Regions from separate parts of the Columba livia genome. Here region 2 is linked to region 1. A link is a contact called in public Hi-C data. All regions are on one chromosome and are shown on one strand. Each heading gives the region's core, a stretch centred on a gene start, on an enhancer-like site or on the middle of the called end of the contact. The rest is flanking DNA. Distances are from core to core; before and after follow the strand shown. Region 1 has its middle 16 kb from the start of NEUROD1. Region 2 holds the start of ZC3H15 (zinc finger CCCH-type containing 15).

Region 1 (3,297 bases), core at 680-3,179:
GTATCTGTCTTCCCTCCCTGATAACCGTTCACTCTGGAGTCTGCGTCCTGGGGCACTGGAGGCAAACTTTCATGCCGGGCCAGTATGCATTGTGGTGCAAACTGCTAGGATTGCAAAACGCCGGGATTCTTCTTTCCCTGATAACTGTTCGCTCCAGAATCTATATTTTAGAACTCCAGCATCAAACTTTCAGGTGCCTGATAACCGTATGCAGAGCAGACTTTTAGGAGACAAAATTCTTAGGAAAATAACAAATTTAATGGAGTAGAATAGCAGAGGGGCTGGCTCAAGCTGGGTACCTGTGCAGAGGTCCACCCAAGCATAGAAAACTACAAACTTTTGTGTCTTTACAGACCATCCACACCAAGATCCACTCCAATAGCAATATTTCACCACCAGGTCCTTTGGTCCCCATTGGACCCTTTTTCTCTGACTCCACATGGGCCTTTGTTTTGCTCAATTGTAGACATCGGTTTTGGTCTCTATCCTTGAAGGTGCCATTTTGTCTGGATAAATCCTTTCTTCTCACTGAAGTGCAAAATAGGCCTCATTTTGCAAATGTCTGTAATGTCTCTGCATTAGCCTTTGGTCATTGTTTTCCCAGTCAGTTCCATTTTTCCCAGCAAAATGCCTGCTAGACTTTATATTGCAGGCATTTAGTGTAGTGTGCAGTTGCTTTTGGTAAATACAAGCTTAAAATTTTAGCAAATCTAGTCTACCAAGTAACATGAATCAAAGAGTATGTTAAAATCATACAGCCTTATATCTCTAAATAATCAATTACATTCAGTATGCATCTACTTAAGTTAAATGACTAATATTGAACTTGAATTGGGCTCATCCACTGACCTGTGAGTAGTAAAACCATTGCCACACAGCTCACTTATTTAGCAGGGAGAACTCATCCAGGGCTCATCTAGGCTGTCATATTTGTAGAATGAAGTGGTTGACTTGTAGCCAAATTGCATACAGTGGGAAAGGTCTGCACGAGACTCCCTGCACCCACAAGCCACCGGTGTTCAGTGTGCTGTTCTGCTTCCCTGTGGGTCTACTGAAAGGAGCTCTTGGCCTGGGTGAGGCTCAGTCCTTTACCTCCTCTGTAGCCTGGACCAAACTGCTGCTGGTTTGTCTGGGCAGGGGGTTCGAGTGCATCCGTCACACTTGTGCATATTAGTTAGCAAATACGAACCCATTCAAAATGTTGAGAAGTTTTAAATCTAAATTCCTATTTAAAGTATTCCCTTATTGATTGGAAATTTATTTTATTTTCTGGAAGTGCTAGTATTACCTTGACATAACGTAACATGTCTTGATACTTGGAAGAAGGATAACATGTTCAAGTCATGACACAGATTTTAAAAAGTTTTAAAATTAAACTGTTCTTATTTAGTTGCCCAATATATATATATATGTGTATATATATATATATTTAATGTTTACTCTTGCAGTTCCCGTATAAATTTGGTGTTTTCCTACTATGTGGTATTTTCAGGGCTGACACACGGTGGTGCTGCAGCTAATAGGTTTATATTTTCTGCAGCTGTTTCTCTGCTGTCACTGTTTTGTTCTTCTCCTTCATTTGCAGATACTGTTTGGGCCATCAAAGTCCCTGACTAAAAAATACCCCATTATTCAATTCCTGATGGACCGTGATCCATTTTTCAGCAGTTCTTAAGTTAATAATAATAACTAGTATAATAGTAGTAGTAATAATAATAATGCCTTCGTGCTGCACATTTCCTTACAAAATGTGTACGCATCATTCTAGTGAAACAGTGCAAATATGGGCATGGTCCAGTAATTATAAACATAGGCACAGAGGGTAAGTTCTGAAAGGAATCTCAAGAGGTCGTCGAGTCCATCCTCTTCATGCAGGAGCCAGGATAGCTGGAGGTCTGCCTGGTCTCTTCTTGAATACCAGTGTGGGCTTTATGGGAATACCTCAAATGTTTTTATGTGTTTTTTCATACACGTCTCCCACATGGGATCTTTGCCTGAGTAAAGATGAGAGATGAAACACGCACAGTTCCACTGTTCCAGTCTCACAGGCAAGAAATGGTCAGATCTGCCAGCGGGCAGTGGAACAGAGCTTTTGGCTTTTCCCAGCATTTCTGTGAGGCTCATCTGTAAGTTCAGAGGTGCTGGAGGAACAGTAGGACACAAGAGGAACTTTGCCGACATCTGGGTCTGCTGCTTTGCTCTGAGAGTCTTCAGGTTTTTATCCCAACACCCCAGATATTTGGCATGCCCACTGTCTTTCCCCCCAGGGAGCCCTTACAGATGCTGGTAGCATTAAAGCAGGCACTGCGGGTGATCACGGAGTGACCAGCGGCAAGGTTTTGCTGTTGCAAAGGAGATGTGTTCCTGCACGGGATGGGTGATGCTGTGATGAGAAGCTGTTTCTCTGCTCCCACTCTGGCTAGCTCAGCCCTCCTTCCACCTTTGCACAGCAACAGCCTCAGTTCCCGGCAGGAAATAACCTGTAGGGACAAATGATCTTAATTATTAGGACAAAGATTACTTGTTTAAGTGCAGATTCTTTGTACTAATACAAAAAATAATCAAGATGTGTCATTGTAATTAAATTGAATCTGTTATTTCCTCCCAAAAGATTTCCCTTTAAATCTAATTTATTATTTGGTTTCTTAATTAGTATTAAAGACCTAAAGATGTTGTGGTTTACACATGAAAAGCATGAGCAAGAGCATGATTGCTATTACGGGCTTCCTGGGAAGCGGTCGGGTTACAGGCTCTGGAAAACAAGGCTCTAGCTGACAAAATGCAGTGAACACGCACACACTGAAGAAGGTGAAGAAGCACAATGAGTGTGCTCCTGCCAAAACAACAGAGGCACTAAGCTGGTGTGGAAAAATTGCCTTCCTAGTCAGGAAAATGTGTTCTTACTTGGTGGTACCATGTGGCGAAAGCCTCAAAACATATGGTAGGATCAATTTTGGTTTTGGACACATGTTTAAACGCTTTTTAACATGCAAACTTCATATTTCTTTGGTCTTGGTGGATATAAGTGAGCTGCTTGTCACATCCTGCTGCTTCACAAAGGCTGATTTTATATGTGTGGACTTTGGAGCTGGGACAGACAGGGGGAATTATGTAGCAGCAGGAAAAAAAAGAGACGATCATCATCAGATTGTAAATGGGAGAAATCAGAACATATACCACTTAAGCTCTTTAATTTTTTTTTAAGGAAGAAAAGGCTGGAATTTTCCTTCATTATTTCAACAGATTTTTTTTTTTTTCCCCCAGAAGAAACACATATTTCTTAGGGGTTTTGTTTGT
Region 2 (3,347 bases), core at 55-2,554, 390 kb after region 1:
TGTCCTTGTTGGGGGGGGGAGGGGATTATTCAAATACAGAACAAATACTCAGGTGAGTGGGAGTCCCAACTGTAAAGCTGGTTTCTGACAGAGAAGGAAGGAATTGGAAGCTGCTGCTTGTGCCCATTTGGGTGCAAACTGCAGCTCTTTGGCTGTGCTTTAAGTTCATATTCACCTTTCCCACTCAGCAGAAATACATGGCTAGATCTATACTTTTGTGGAAAAAAACAGTACAATGTATTGAATTTGGTTCATTTCTTTAATAGTGAAAGATGCACACATAACATAGTGAAACAGAATAGTCAGTAAAGTACAATGGGCTCTTTGATGACCCATAAACACCTCTAAGTTAATCATTCCCTTGTCATTCATTAAACTATTCATAAAGTAGTTAATAAGAACTAGAGTAGTGATCTTAATTTTTAAGGTAAAGAAAACAGAAAAAAATCCAGAAGCTTGAGTCATGTTAAGCCTGGTATTTCTATTGCTATTTATTTTTTTTTTTTAATTGAATATTGTAGATAGTACTGACTTGTATTTACTCACAAGTCTAGCCTAAGCTAGTTCAAAATCTAATGCTTAATGCAAACTAGAACAAAGTTGCATAAATTCCCAGAAACTAGAAATAAAATACTGTTCTTCAGTCTTAGAAGAATGAATCTTTTAATTACATGTGTCATAAAGAAGTACAATCTCAACAAAGATGGATTTGCCTGCTCCACACTAAAGGTTCTGGATATGACTGATTACTACAATATATCTTGGGTCATTTTGCACACTTTTATCCTCCCCAATATTTATGGTAGTACATGGTGATTTATTGGCAATAGCATTTTTCAGACATTCAAGTCTCAATCTACCAGATCTCACTGGCAAGAGGTTCTGCTCTTGTTTATCTAAAAAGCCAGTCGGGTACAAGAGGATCTGCAGCCTTTCCTAAAAAGGAACCTTCACCAAAATTTAGGGCAGCTCCCTATATGTCAGTACAGAATTGGGCCCTAGCAAGTTTTAAGCTTTGTGGTTTTCCTTTGATTGATTCCCAGAACTGGCTTAATTATTTCTTAGCTGGACCAGTGATCAAAATACAAAATTCATCATGTCAACTTGCAAGGATGAAGGACATGAACTACTAAAATGACAGGTTGAACACAGTCAGACCACAAAGTCGGCTTTTACAATCTATAACACATCTCAGCGAGGACGGCGCCTCCGCACGCCCCAGCCCCGCGTTCGGCCCGGGGGGCGGAGCCCACTCCGGGGTTCCCCGCCCCTCTGTGACGTTGGGCGGAGCGCCCGGCTGTCGCTCCGCCACGCGCTGCCTGCCGGGAGATTATTGGGCCCTCGCGCCCTGCCCGCGTTGCCTTCCCAGCGTGCCCCGCGGCCGCCGGATCAGTTGCGGCCCCGCGGCGGCCCCGGCCCCGAGAGACCCCGAGCGAGAGCTGAGGCCGCTGCGCTCCCCGCCATGCCCCCCAAGAAGCAGCAGCAGCCGGCGGGGGGCAGCAAGAAGGCGGACCAGAAGAAGAAGGAGAAAATCATCGAGGTGAGGCGAGCAGGGCCGCGCTGGGCCCAGGCGGCCGCTGCCGCCGACACCGAGCGGGCCGCTCTCCGGCCGCTCCCGGGGCCTGGCGCTTTCCGCGGGTCCACCGGGACGCGGCAGCGCAGTTCCTGTGCCTCCCTGTGCCGTGCCCCGGCTGCGAGTATGAGCGCTGCTGCCGGGCTCCCCAGACCCCCGCGGGCTGCCTCTCCGGCCGGAGCGGCCGCGGCGATGGTCGTGAAGCCCGAAGCCGGTGTTTGCGGGGCCGCAGCCCAGCCCAGCAGCACCGCGCCGGCGGTTGCAGGTTCCGTCGGCGGCTGCGGAGCTGTGGGGTCACTGCCCATGTTCCTGTCAGTTGTGCTGGTGGCCGCTGCCCTTCTTGGACTGGGGATCGGGGTTTCAGCCGGAACGACTTCTGGGCAGAGCTAGTTTTGGGCTGAAGGTGATTTGACCAGAGAGCTCTTCCTTTCCCTTCTCCAGATATTTGTTCTGTGTGTTCCTGTATTTTCTGAGCCTGGCTTTTCGAGCTGTAGCTTTGCATTTCTCACTCAGTTTAAAACCTGTGTGTAGTTTGTTTTGGGTCTTTGTGATACAGTTGCATCTGTGTGGCTCAGGAGCCACTTCCTGGAGTAACAATTTAGTAAGTCTTTCGCTGAGGTTGAATATGAAATAATTTGAACGTTAATCAGTAATATCTCATTCTCTTTAGATATAAGGAAGGAGTTCTTCCCCATGAGGGTGGTGAGGCACTGGAGCAGGATGCCCAGAGCAGCTGTGGATGCCCCATCCCTGGGAGTGTCGAAGGCCAGGCTGGTGGAAACTGTCCCTGCCCGTGGTTTGGGTTGGAACTAAATGATCTTTAAGGTCTCTTCCAAGCCAAACCGTTCAGTGATCTTAACTGATGCTCAATTCCGTGGTAAAACAGATTTTAAAGAAGCTGTTAGAGGTGTATGTGTGTGGTAATTATTAGGATGGTCATGCAAATCTTCTGCTATACAAAAGAAAGTGGTGTTGAATGTACAAGGAGAGAGCAGTTATAAGAAAATGAAATGTTTGCCTATATCTATTGGCATGGAAGATAGAAGCAGCTCAGCTGTTCAGGCAGAATATTCATGTAATGCAAATGTTCTTTTTGATCTAGCACTCTAAAATATTATTTCTACATTATTTGGGAATGTTAGATTGCAGTCGTTGTTCTCACTCTCTGTTGGCTTCAGTGTTTCTGATGTTCTTGTTGAATCTAGCTACATAGGATAATTCTGGTTTTTAATTATTAAAAAACCCAACAAAACCAAACTAAAAAACAGCTGAAAGGGGGGAAAAATGTGCATTGATTATTGACAACGATCTGTTACATAATTCACATACATGGGAATATATATTCCATCTGGCAGTTGTTACGGAAATCACGTGTGTGAACTATGTATTTTCTTTCCTGACTAGTTATTTTGACAACTTGCAGACTCTTCAAATTAGCATGAAGTAACAGAGGACCAGCTGCTGTTGAGAGGGGATATATTGTAAATGAAAACAGAGTAACTCTGGAAACTTGGAACTGTTTATTCTGTCATTCTTTTAGAATATACTTCTGGATTTTTAAGGTTTCTAAAAGTATGTTTGAATTGAGGTATTATCACTGGATGAATATCTGTTGTTGCTGGAAGGAAAAAAATACTAGTGTCAAATCAAAGGTAGGGGTAGGTTTTTAATGAAGGTATTTCTAGTACAGAAGATAATTTCTAATTCACATACTCCTGTGAGAATGAGCTTTTTAAATGGAGTTCTTAATAGGTTCGGTGTAGAAATCTGTCTT

What was found. Hi-C and Micro-C count contacts between places; a contact is called where the count stands out from the background.
Region 2: a Hi-C map of crop shows a contact between it and region 1, with 3 times the contacts expected there. The contact joins the promoter of ZC3H15 here to the enhancer-like site in region 1. A contact is called at or near these places in 2 of 2 Hi-C or Micro-C datasets (crop and liver).

Annotation. Positions count from the first base shown.
Region 1 is chr7:25,746,707-25,750,003 of bColLiv1.pat.W.v2, forward strand. No RefSeq gene overlaps it. Among named protein-coding and RNA genes, the nearest start is that of NEUROD1, 16 kb to the left of the region's middle. Within about 2 kb of position 1,930, at least 1 of the 3 cell types and tissues checked has an H3K27ac peak away from gene starts, as active enhancers do.
Region 2 is chr7:26,133,239-26,136,585 of bColLiv1.pat.W.v2, forward strand. ZC3H15 (zinc finger CCCH-type containing 15) reads left to right here and starts at 1,305. Exons shown (of 10, transcript XM_065068925.1): 1 at 1,305-1,540. The coding sequence starts at 1,463.